2 separate regions of the Rattus norvegicus genome follow, and region 2 is linked to region 1. Evidence: chromatin contacts called from public Hi-C data. All regions are on one chromosome and are shown on one strand. Each heading gives the region's core, a stretch centred on a gene start, on an enhancer-like site or on the middle of the called end of the contact. The rest is flanking DNA. Distances are from core to core; before and after follow the strand shown. Region 1 has its middle 150 kb from the start of Cdh4. Region 2 overlaps Cdh4 (cadherin 4).

Region 1 (6,238 bases), core at 3,127-5,626:
ACCCATGGATGCTCATCTGGCATCAGTGGAGTTGACTGCAAGTCCAGCACAATGCCCGTGTTGACATGGCAAGGTAGCCCTGCTCAGGAAAACAGAACTGTCTCCTGCCTCATGTCTCCAGGTCAGATCCAGCGTGACATAAATGATGATGTCATTGGGTCTTCACACTGTGACAGGCAGGGACTGTTCCTCCTCCCCATCGCTGCTGAGGAAACCAAAGCTTGGAGTTAATTCCAACCCTAAAGGAGACTGACCCAGGACACAGTGCCCAAATACGAACATTTGGGGATTTCATTCCGATGCCCTCCATAGACAGGGGTTCTGAACATTCGGTCTGACTTCGAATGTTTCCTTCCAGACCTTGGCAAATTTAATCCCACAACCCCAGAGAAATGCAAGGACCACGCAACAGCCTTTCTTTGCTAAGACCAATAGGGGCTAGCCATCGTCCCTCTCCTTGTTGGCCAGTGCAAGAACACAAAGAAGCTTGGATCTAGGAAACGGCCGGTGTGTGCCAGGCCACAAGGGTGTCTCCGTCACTTGCCCACATTCACGGGGAAGGCATTTGCTAAGCCCCTTGTCTGTTCTGAGGACCCCGGCAGCACAAAGTCTTCTAGGACGTCACACAGAGACCTACCCCTTGAGGTCTCTTCGGGTACAACATAAAGTCATTGGGTTCAGCATCTAATTAACTGTAATTAATTGAGTAAAAGGAAAAAAAACGAGCAAGAAGAAGAAAAACACAAGGGAAATGAAGATGGATTGTTAAGTTGTGTGCTGCAAGGCCCTGGTGAAAGCATCATATTTCCCCGCTCTAATAACCTCGGTTAATACGCAGCGATCAATCACACCATGGCGGGTGTATTTTAGCTTGCCGGCTTATCGATACAAGGTGGTTTAATGTGGACGGTCCTGACGTATTCCCGATACAGAGCAGAAGGGCGATGGCCGGTCCCTCATCCCTGAATGCCCGGGACTGCGACGGCAGATCAATACTCGTCGGAACACCCCGATTCTTCTGCAAACCACACTCGGATGACAGTGATTAAGCTGTGGGGGCTCGTCTGTCTGAACCCAGGATGGTTCTATCGCAAACAAAGCCATCATTGATCAAGCGTATTTTATTTTTTAATATTCATGGGTTGGCCACACTCAAAACACAGCATTACTATGCGCATGGGAAATGAGCCCTCTGCCCAGCTCTGATCAACACTACAGGGGAGAGGAATGTCCTGTGTCTCAGCTGTTTCTGACCAGATCCAGGCCTAGCCCCATTTCTCCCTAAAGTCGGCTTCATTAGACTGGGGTAACCAAGTCCTGGATGGGGGTCTCTGTACTGTATCCTTGATTTATAGTCACTCTGAGCTGAACTTCATGGAAGGATAGGTGGAGGGAGGGAAACAGAGTCACCGAAGCCATCTGCTACGGTCCTCCATTCCGGTGTCCCAGGGCGCCATCCAGTGCTGGCAGCACCATCTTACCACTTTGCTTGGTGGGTGTGGGTGTGCTGAGGTCTCTGACTCTCTTGCCTCCTGTTTGGGCCACGCGGCATAGTTTCTGAACAGCCACCTTCTGCTGTCATCAGACGCTTCACCTGCCAAAGGCCTCAGGAATGAGCCGCTGTGGCCCTGGGGATAAACCTGGCCAATGTGGAGCCTAGGGAAAATGGAAGGGACTCCTAGTGTTGGGCTGTGGGTTGGATAGCTGAGGACAGGGCATGACCCAGGGTACGGATGTCCTCATGCCTGCTTCCTTGGAGACCTCCTGGGTGTGGCTGTGCCCTCTGGTGAGAGTCTGTATGCAAAGGCACCGTTCCTTGACACAGAGATCTGTCCTGATCTCAGTTCCCCTAGGGCAGTGACCTACTGCAGTCAGGTTTAGCTGAGGGAATGGATGCTTGCCTAACAGGGTTTTGAAGTCCAGCCTAGTGGTGCAAAATGACTGCACTGTCGGCATGGACAGGTGTACAGACAGAAAGCCAAGAACCTTTGCTTCTGAGTGCCAACAGCCAGCAGGTCACTTGTCCTCTTTCTCTTGCTCTGGACTCCAGTCCCAGAGGCCCATCTCCAGGCAGACCTTCAGTGCACGGAGAAGGCCCAGGCCAGCATACTTGACTTTCCCAACACAGAGCTCACTGTGACTTATAACCTAGTGCCCTTGAGGTCTCACACGGGGACCTTGTCTCCGACTGATAGACACCTGCACTCTTTCTGTCTCTTGTTTGCTGAGAGTGGCCTGGTCCCCAAAGGAGAAAGAAATCTCATCTCAGACGGAAAAATAAGGGAGCTGTTTCTTCAGGAGATGTTCCAATCATAATGCAGGAACATATTCTTTCCAAGAGAGGCTGCCTTCCCTTTTGATCCGCTGCTCAATGCACCACACCCCATACCCAGAATCATTTCTGACAATCCTCTCATCAATTAAGTTTCCTCCAGCGATGCACACAGATATTGCGCTAACACATGCCATAAATCATGCTGTGGATCTGCGGGGCTGCGGTGTTGCTGACAAATACGGTCTCCTCATTCAGACGGAGGCAGGGAGCTGACACACAGCACCGCAGGCACGTGTGCATCAGTGTGTGTGTGTGTGTGTGTGTGTGTGTGTGTGTATGTGTGTGCACTGTGTGTTTGTATGTATATATGTGTGCATCAGTGTGTGTGTGTGCATCAGTGTGTGTGTGTGTGTGCATCACTGTGTGTGTCTGTGTGTATGTATGTGTGTGTTTGTGTGTATGTATCTCTGTGTGTGTCTCTGTGTTTATAGGTATATCCGTGTGTCTGTGTATATCTATGTGTGTCTCTGTGTGTCTCTGTGTGTGCATTGTGTGTTTGTGTGTATGTATGTATGTGTATGTGTGTATGGTGTATATGCTTATGCAAGTGTTTGTGTGCATGTGTATATGGTGTGCGTGTGCTTTGTGTGCATGTCTGTGTATATGCATTGTGTGTGTGCATTATTTGTGTGCTTTGTGTGTGTGTCTGTGTGTCTGATTGTGTGTGCATTGTGTTTGTGGGTGTATGTATGATGTGTGTGTGTGCATCAGTATGTGTGTGTCTCCACGTGTATGTCTCTGTGTCTTTGTGTGTCTGTGTGTATCTTTGTGTTTATGTTTGGGTCTGTGTGTATGTCTCTGTGTGTGTCTGATTATGTGTGAATTGTGTGTTTGTGTGTATGTGTGTATAGTGTATGTGCTTATGCAAGTGTTTGTGTGTGTGTATGTGTATGGTGTGTGTGTGTCCGTGTATATGCATTGTATGTGTGCATTGTGTGAGTGTCTGTGTGTTTTTGTGTATATATGTCTGTGTGTCTGATTGTGTGTGCATTGTGTTTGTGTGTGTATGTATGATGTGTGTGTGTGTGCATGTGCACATGTGTGCTGGCATGTGTGTGTGACCTCATGCACAAGCCAGTACAAGCACACACACACACACACACACACACACACACACACACACACACGGGTAGTAAAGACAACATGTACAAAAGTCAGAACCTAATGTATTTGGGCCTTCAGGACAGTCAGCCTCTGACTTCTTCTCTGAAGTCCCTGATGATAAGATAGGTAGCTAGGACCTTCGCCACCTGACCCAGCATCCTAGCATGCCCATGGCTTATGTCTGTGGGTCCAACAAAGGCTTGCCTTTCCCACTCTTCCTCTTTAAGGACAACAAGGAGATCAAGCTACTGTGGTTCTCAGAGGATTGCAAAGGCATCAACAAAGGAGCTCGAGTGTCATTTATGACTGACCAGGACAAAGACCACTCTGGCTCAAGAAGGAGGCTTTGCCTGGGATGGCCTACTTTGTATATATTCTGGAGGGGATGAGGTGTACCTATCCCAGAGGGTCCCGCAGGTCTGGACATGTTGAGTGAGAGGAGTCAGGGATCTCCAGATGATGGTTGTGTCTGTAGATAGGTCCGTACCTGAGCGCTGTCAATGGCTACCTGGCCTTTATTACCTAACTCTCTGCTGCCTGTGGCACAGCTAGCAGGCACAGCTTTTGGCAAGAACTCCCTGCAAGGCTGGCCAGCACTGCTTTGCAATGGGCTCTGCTCTACCAGAGCCCTCTCCTCTTGTTCTCTTTGGTCCCTGCCTCTGCCCATCAGAGGGGCTCAGCCCCTTCTAATGCTGGAATGCATGCCTAGCAGGAAGGCTTTCCCAAGAGGCCTGGGAGTCTGCAGCCGCAGCATGTGGCTCTGACACTGCTATTGTCAGTTCGCCTGGAACCCCTGGGTATGCTCCTGCATCCCTCCACCCCCTCCCCCACCCCCAGGGGACATGGACTTTCCTGCCAATATCAAGATCCCTCCTCTGTTAAGCCATTTCCCTTTCCTGAGTCCCAGGCTACCTACAACACCTGACCACATAATCTCTCAGGAGGCAGCTGAGCCCCAGCCTGCCTGTGCCTCTCCCACAGGACTCACCACTTCACAGACAAAAGGGCCATTTCCCATTTCCCCTCCCCTTAAAAGTCCACAGCTGAGATTAATTCACCACTTTCTTAAAGTGACTAAGCAGATACAATCAGTTTTATTATTATTTTTTAAATTGTTTTATTCTCCACCACACAGGCAGCCGGCTCTCCCAGGCACCAAAGTGACTTGGCAGAAGCTTATGCAAAGAAAAAACAAAACAAAAGCCAAGCAAACAGAAACCTTGGACTCTGTCCACAGCAGCTGTCCGCAGCGGCCACGGGGGTCACTTCTCTCATCACTATGGCAACCTGAAACCCATATTTCACTGGTGGTCATGTTTGCTTCTGGCTGTCTTAAATAAGCCTACCTTTGCCCGTGTGCTCTCTTATGTCATCCAATTTAGAAACTCACTGCAAAGATTCTTAAGAATTCTTTCTACCAAGATGGGGGTCTTCTATTAGACTCCAGCGCCAGCCAAAGCTGGATGAACAGGAAATCTATGGGAGCCACACGGTGTGGCGGGGATGAGCCTGTTCCAGGGAGAGGCGATTCTGGCTCCGGAGGTTAAGGCTACCACTACGTCAGAGCTTAGAATATGTACACCAACCTTTCTGTAGGAAGTGGAAACCTCTGGAAATCTTGACAAGAAGGCCACAAGCACAAATTAAGGTACTAACCTACTGCTATAACCAAAACCTACTTGTGCCAAACCACCAAACAGAATGGTCGCTCTGGTCAGTGTGCAATACAGACAGTCGCTGTCTTAATTTCTATGCCAGGACTTTAATTCTATGCCAGTACCCCAGAGAAGTAAACAGATTCTCACACAAAACATGGCCACGAATACATGTAACAGTGTTATTCCTTGTTATCCTCATCTACAAACAGTTTAAACACCCCTCAGTGGGTACCTGGATAAGCAGGCTGTGGTATGTCTACTCAGAGGAATATTATGCAGCCAAGACAAGGACTGTGTAGACGTCAGCTGCTACAAACAAATCACAGATGAATTACAGCAAATGAAAGGAGCTGGGCACAAAAGGCATCCACTATGGAGTCCTGTTTATGTGAGGTTCTTGGAGAGGCTTTTTACTGTTGAAGGAAAAGATGAATGAGGTGGCTACTGTAAGGGATGGCTGCAGGGTGTGGAGCTGCTCTGCACACTGTGAGGCAGAGTAAATTGTAAACTAGTGAAAGATGTCAAGTTTTACACCGCGAAGCTGTTTTAGCTCTGCCTAGGTTTTTAAAAACAGAGGACAGAGACAGGGAAGAAACAGGTTACCTGGCTGGCTGGACTTGCAAGCCCTTCTGCTAGGCCAGATGGCTGGCACAGGGTCTGCGCTCTGGTCTGTGTCTACTGCAGAGCCTGGGTTCTGATGATTCACCCACTGCTTAGAAAGGCACACAGGTCAAGAGCTCTGTGGTTCCACGACAGCGGAGAGATGGGCAGGCATTCCTGTGTCCACAGGTCCCAGATGAAGACTTCTAGATAAACTTTCCAGCATGGAGGTTCTAGGGATGAGGAGCCCAAGACATGAAGTGATGTGGATGAGGAAGGACATGAAAGGGAGGACCTCACGTTTGCACAGAAAGATGGTTCCTTCCTTCACACCCCTCCCCCTCCTGAGCTACTTGGCCACAGACACCCTCAAAAAGTCTTGAAGTTCTACTTCAGTTTTAATTAAAACTGCCACCAAGGTCACTCACTGACTCTCCCAGCTAGTTCTAAGGTCTGTTCAGTTTTTATAGAATCCCATTAAAGTTCATTGCAGATATGTTAAAAACTTTAAGTGCTTTAAAGAAAGTTTAAACCGTATGGT
Region 2 (6,238 bases), core at 1,803-4,302, 390 kb before region 1:
CTCTTCTGGTTCCTACCCCCTAAGGCCTCTCAGGCAACGACTGGCGAATTAGAAAGCGATTTAAAGATATCTGTGTGAATACGTACCACTGCTCAAATTCCATGGAGCCCTGAGGATACTGGCATTCTCAGGGACACTGTGTCCTCCCACACAGAGCACAGGGCATGGCAAAATTTCCCTTAGTCCCACAGACAGCCAGGGGGTGGGGGAGTGTCTGATTCAGGGAGACAGAAAGGCCTGTGTACTATGCAGGCAACTGGTAGGACAGTGGGTGGCTATTTGCGCTCTGTGTGTGTGTGTGTGTGTGTGTGTCCTTGCACATGTGTGAGCGTGTCACAGCATACATGTGGGGTCAGAAGACACCTGCGGAAGTTGGAAGTTGGTCTTCCTCATGTATCCCAAGACTGGTTTCAAGCTTTCAGGCTTGCAATCAAATGCCTTTACCTATTCAGCCTGCCACATGGGCTCATCCTCCTTAGCTTAGCTTAGTCGCACCGGACTCTTTACCTGGATGCTGGGGGTGAAAACTGAAGTCTCCCTGATGCCCAGCAAGCACTCTCCCAAGTGAGTCCCCTCCTCATCCTGTCCACCATGGTCAACTCAGTTCATCCTCGCTGGGGTCAAACTGGAGCGAACATTGGATTCTGCTTGTTTTCCACAAGGGGGAGGCTGGTGGTTGGTATGGCAGCAGCACCAGGGACTGTCATAGTACCTTGCCTAGGTCCCTTATCAAGGGAATTTGAACTTGGACACTGAGAACAGGAGGACATGAGCTGGTGATGATGGAGGCTACAAGGAGTTTAAAAAACTGAGGCATCCCCCTCTCCCCAAGTCTCTACGAGAATGCCTGGGTCGCCCAGTGCTCAACCACAGTTGAATGAGCCACCCTAGACAGACTCATCCAATCCTTGGAGACACCTTCCCCTGACACACAAGAGGCCAAGCACTGGGTCCCCAGTGGCTGTGGGAGGACACTCACAAAAGGGCTTGTCTGTCACCATGACTGGGTAGAGTTGAGGGTCTCTTGGACAGGTGGGAGGCAGCTGGAGCTGAACAGCCGAGGGCCTGCAATGGCAGGAGGGGTCCAGGAACTCTTATTTTCTCAGGCTGAGTGTCCTCCAAGCAGGCACGGTGTGGATACCAGCGTCCCTGCTGGACAGTCATTTGTGGTTCCTTTGCCTTGTGGGACATTGGTCTGTCTGCACAGCCCTCCCTGTGCAGACCCTGTAGCATCTGCCTGTTGCAGCTGATCTGCCTGCTGCTTGCAGACATGGACCCCAGAGTCCTTTTGTCCGCACGTGTGGGTGTGGTCGCTTGAGAATGCATGAAACCATGCACTCTGCTTAACGGACCGTTTGAAAGGAAAGGGTCAGGCTAGGCAGAGCTGTGTCTGTGCAGGGCTCAGCAAAGGCTCCTGGGATTTGCTTGTGTGGGTCGGCGAAGCCATGCTAGTATTGAGGATGCAGCTAGGATCAGAACTGCAGCTCTATGTGCCCCACTCGAACTACTAGCTGAAGTGTGCATCGGGGCTGTGAGGGAGCAAGGCACCCGGCTCTCTCTCCTCGGATGACGGTGTGTCTGTTCGTGTGCAATAATTTGTTGGCTTGGATTTACATATAAAGACAGCTTATTTAACTCTTGAAATTAAAGCTTAAAAACACTTAATTAAAATAATAAATCAGAACCATTCCTGCAGCCCACGGGAGCAACAGATCCCATATTACTACTCCCTGCTGTGGAGGGCTGAGTGGTGCCACAAGGCCACCTCAGACCTGTCCCCCCCCATTCCCACACTGACAGGCACAACCGGAAGTGAGAACCAGCTTTGCGCACAGGGCACACCCCTTCTCCCTGAGTGGATGGAATGGGTCAAGATCTCAAGGGGGGGGGGTGCTGCTGCCACCCGTTGTCTACAGAAATGGCACAACCAGCTTCCATGGTTGTGGACAAATGATTTCTCAGCAGAGAAGGAGTGTTTGCATGCTTGGGGATAGTTGGTGTGTCTGTGTCTCTTCTTGTTTGAGCATTAAATCTGGGGTTAACAGAGGTTTTCTGTAAAGGGCCAGGCGGTAAATATTTCCAGCTTTGTGGGCAAACTGGTGCTTGTTGTAGCTACTCAGTACTGTTGTTTCAACACAGGCAGTCACAGACAACCCGGAGCCAAAGGGACACGGGTGTGTGCCAATAAAACTTTATTTGCAAACATAGGCAAGGGGCCAGCTTTGGCTCTTTGCAGTACAAATGTCAGTCATTTAAGGTGACCTATGACTCATCCTTCCCACGTGGGCAGGACTGGTTATAGACAAGGGTGGCTTGTGTCATGCAGTAAACACCATAATATGTAAAGGGTCCAGATTCTAGTAGCCCACCACATCTTACAGTAATGGCAGAGCTAGTGACTCTGCCCTCATGGCAAGGATGTGGTTCATGTGTGGGCACAGCATTTAGAGGATATAAATAAAGTTGGCAAGTGATTCTCCATGTGTATTGTAATACAGAAAGGAACTTGACTTTCTCAACACTCCTAGGGGGTCTAGGGTTGGGCTGGGGGTCATCAGGGTGAGCAAAGCCAGGACTCATAAATGAAGGCTCCTCATAAATGAAATAATATTGCTCCTGACTCATCCTTCGGTGGGGACATGGGCAGCGGACTAACTGCCAACATCAGAGCAGAGCCTGCCTGCTCATCTGACTGTCTGTACACATAGCCAGTCTTGAAGGTAACCTCTGCAGCATTCCTCTCACATGGGCAGGGGTAGCTCTGGAGGCCAGATAGCTTCTGTATTGCAGGGGCCGGCGGGGTATCTGAAGGGCCTAAGCCATTGTGGCCTGCCATGTCTCTGCAGTGTACTGATGAAAGGTTTAGTACCACTTCCAGAGGACCCATGCTCTAAGTTCCTTCGTTGGTGTGTCCTCAAGGATGAGACAGTGGCCAGAACCCTGAATGGTGCATGTCACCAGTCTGCTGAAGCATGTTAGGAATATCTCAGAACTCTTTGACCCAAGTCACTCGGTTCCTGCCAGAATTCATAGGTAGGCCAGTGCCATCAGCTCCTCTTCCAGACAGCAGAATTCAATATTAGAGGTGGAGGGAACTCACCAGAAACAGGGAGGCAGGGACTTAGACTGGGCAGCCAGAGTTGGACACAGAGACACCTATGGAATAACTTTTGTTGCAGGAGCAATTGGCACTTAGGAACTTTCAAATGTCTATTTGAGAGCTATTCCCTGGATTCCGTTTTAAAGTCAAATGTTTCCCACTTGCCTTCTTGACTAAGAGAGGAGTTTTCCTACATATAGATCTTTAAATATCTCTAAATATTTCAAGATACAGGAATAGACAAGGAATTTCTGAAAGGGACCCCAACAGTTCAGGAAATAATAACCCCAAGAACTTACAATTAAAATAATGTGGAAATTAAAGTCTTCTGTTTCTCACTGGAAGCAATTAGCAGAAAGAGAGTCCAAAGAGTGAGAGACGCCTTTGCCAAGTTTACATTGGACAGGGAATGTAACTAGAATTTACAAAATACCTAGAGTCTAGTTATAAAGTAACCAGAATTTACAAAGAACCACAAAAGTTAACCATCAAAACAAACTGTTCAATTGGCAAGTGGGCGGATGAGCTAGACAGACAGCCCTCAAAGAAAGAGGCACAAAAGGCTGATAAATGTTTAATAACTGTTCAACACCTTTATCCATCAGGGAAATGCAAATTAAAACTTCCCTTATATATCATCATACCCCAAATCAGAATGGTCATTATCAAGAAAGCCAATGAGGAGGTGGGAAGGGGAGCCCTTGTCCACTGCTGCTCAGAGCGTAAACCAGGGCAGCCCCTATGCAGCAGCACAGAGATTCTCTAATTTTCTAAAGACAGCACTGCCAAAGGACCTGCCTGTTCCCTCATGGGCATCTAATATACTAAAGGCAGCACTGCCACAGGACCTATCTGTGCTCTCGTGGGCATCTAACTGAAAGATTCTAAGAACACTCTGGAGAGACTTGTATCTCCACACTCCAACACTACTCACAACAAGCCTCCATGTGGAACCAGCCTAGATGTCCATTAATGCCCAAATGCACAAATACAGGATTAGAAATGACATCATAGCATTTGCCAGAAAATGGATAGAACTGGAGATCAGCATGTTAGGCTAAATTAGACAGACTGAGGCAAATATCATGTGCCTTCTTTCATATGCAGAGTCCAGGTTTACACACACACACACACACACACACACACACACACACACACACACACCCCACATACATATACATATGTGTAGTGCATAGAAATAGAAAAAAGTACTAAGGGTGTGTGTGTGTGTGTGTGTGTGTGTGTGTGTGTGGTCTGAAGGGAGGAGGGAACAAGAGGCTAATGAAATATATGCAACCTGAAGAACTATTTGCAGTGTGGAAGGAGCTCTGCAAAAGCGGTGGGTGTGCGTTGGAAAGCGGTCACTTAAGAACAAAGCACCATAAGGCACATGAACTGAAACATTGTGATACTTAGTATCATGGCGTAGGAGGTAAGGCGATCTCTCTCCATGGTGCTGACAGAAATTTGGTTGGCGGGTTTTCAGCCAGGTGAGGTCGTCCTTTAATCTACACTGACTGCAGAGACAGCCAGACTGTGGACTTGGGTCTACAGGCAGAATATTTGATCCCTTCTGGGCAAGCATTGCCGGAAACTCTGCCTGATGGTGCAACGGTTCCATCAATGGATATAAAGGTCAACAGTTCAGATGTGAGGTGCCCTGAGCTTTGCTGGGGAAGCAGCTGAGGCTCTTTAGCTCCCCCTTGGGTGCTTGTGCCTGCCCATGGACAGTGCCTTGCCAACAGAGAGAACTCTGGGAGGCTGATGGCATTACTTGTTGGTGCATGGAGGAGGGAAGGTGAGACCTAGCCAGAGCTCATGGGCTTCCCTTGCTGCCAGACCAGAAGCTGCACATGGCTCTCCTCTCCTCTCACACCAGCACCCTGGCTCTTGGTTATGACCAAGAACGGTCCCCTCTTCCCTTAGAGCGCGCATCAGGATGCCATCAATATTCCACAAAGCAGGGGAGTCTGTCTTCCCGCTGAGTTTCTCACAGGTCTGCCCTGTAGGAAGGGAAATTTTAGCCTTTAAAGCCACTTAACACAGCTGGGGACTCCTCAGTGAAGTGATTGAGAGGATGGGGCTGGCTGGCAGCAGACAAACACATTGAGAGGCCCCTGAGGTGCTCTCCGTGGGATGGTGGCTCTCTAGCAACTGTGGAGGTGAGAGCGTCTTAGGAGGCTGCTGTGTGCCCTGTATGAATGCCAGCAAATGCCGTCTTTAGTTGCTGCTCTTGTGGGTGCTGATGTTTGGTGAGTGAAGGCAGGGGACATGTTGTGCACTGTATGTGACGCTTCTGGAACAATTTTCCTCATGGATGCAGAAGGCACTCTGGGGGTTCCTGAGATGTGGTCATGGAAATGACCTTTGCTACCTCCCAGAGATTCACTATCTGCTATGCTGTGCAGCCAGGGTGAAACCTGAGCAGAAAGAGCCCAAGTGTAGAGATGAGGACACCCAGATGACCAGGGAGGCTCTCACAGCTCTCTTCTGCTCATGAGCACACACAGTGAGAGGAAGTATTTCAAGGACAGCCACACTGCTGTCTCCAGAGCACTTTCCTTGGACATGAATGACAAGTGTGTGTCTGTGTGTGGCATGTGTAAGTGCTACTGCCCATGGACACTAGTGGTCTTGTGTCCCCTAGAGTTGGAGTTCCATGTGGTTGTAACTGTCTGATGTGGGTGCTGGGATTAGAACTCAGGTCCCCTGTAAGGGCAGTGCATGTTCTTAACCAGTCACCAGCATTTGGGTTTTGAAAAGGGGGAGCTGGGGCTGGGAGACAGAGTAGTTCGTTGGTAGAGCACTCGGTCTTTAAGTGTGTGGACCAGCGTTCGAACCTTAGAACCCACATAAAGGAAGTTGGGCATGGTGAAGCTTGCTTGCAATCCCAAGGTTGGGAGGTGGAATTGGGTTTATCCGGGGCTTACTGACCAGCCAGGCCAGCCAAACTAGTGGGCTCCAGGTCAGTGGAAGACTGTTTTAAAAACAGGATGTACAGCTCCTAAGAAATGACATTTGAGGTTGACTTCTGGTCTCCACAGGTACAGGCACGTGCATATCAGATATCTGTGCAACTTCACACACACACACTCACACGCACACATGCACGCACACACATGCACAGGCATGTACACA

The links. Hi-C and Micro-C count contacts between places; a contact is called where the count stands out from the background.
Region 2: a contact with region 1 is called in a Hi-C map of liver, with 7 times the contacts expected there. The contact joins two enhancer-like sites. A contact is called at or near these places in 3 of 12 Hi-C or Micro-C datasets (kidney and liver).

Annotation. Positions count from the first base shown.
Region 1 is chr3:186,749,154-186,755,391 of GRCr8, reverse strand. No RefSeq gene overlaps it. Among named protein-coding and RNA genes, the nearest start is that of Cdh4, 150 kb to the left of the region's middle. Within about 2 kb of position 4,376, at least 2 of the 93 cell types and tissues checked have an H3K27ac peak or open chromatin away from gene starts, as enhancers often do. A contact at or near this core is called in liver, where this site is marked.
Region 2 is chr3:187,141,580-187,147,817 of GRCr8, reverse strand. The region is part of intron 2 of Cdh4 (cadherin 4); the gene reads right to left. Among named protein-coding and RNA genes, the nearest start is that of Cdh4, 240 kb to the right of the region's middle. Within about 2 kb of position 3,052, at least 2 of the 93 cell types and tissues checked have an H3K27ac peak or open chromatin away from gene starts, as enhancers often do. A contact at or near this core is called in liver, where this site is marked.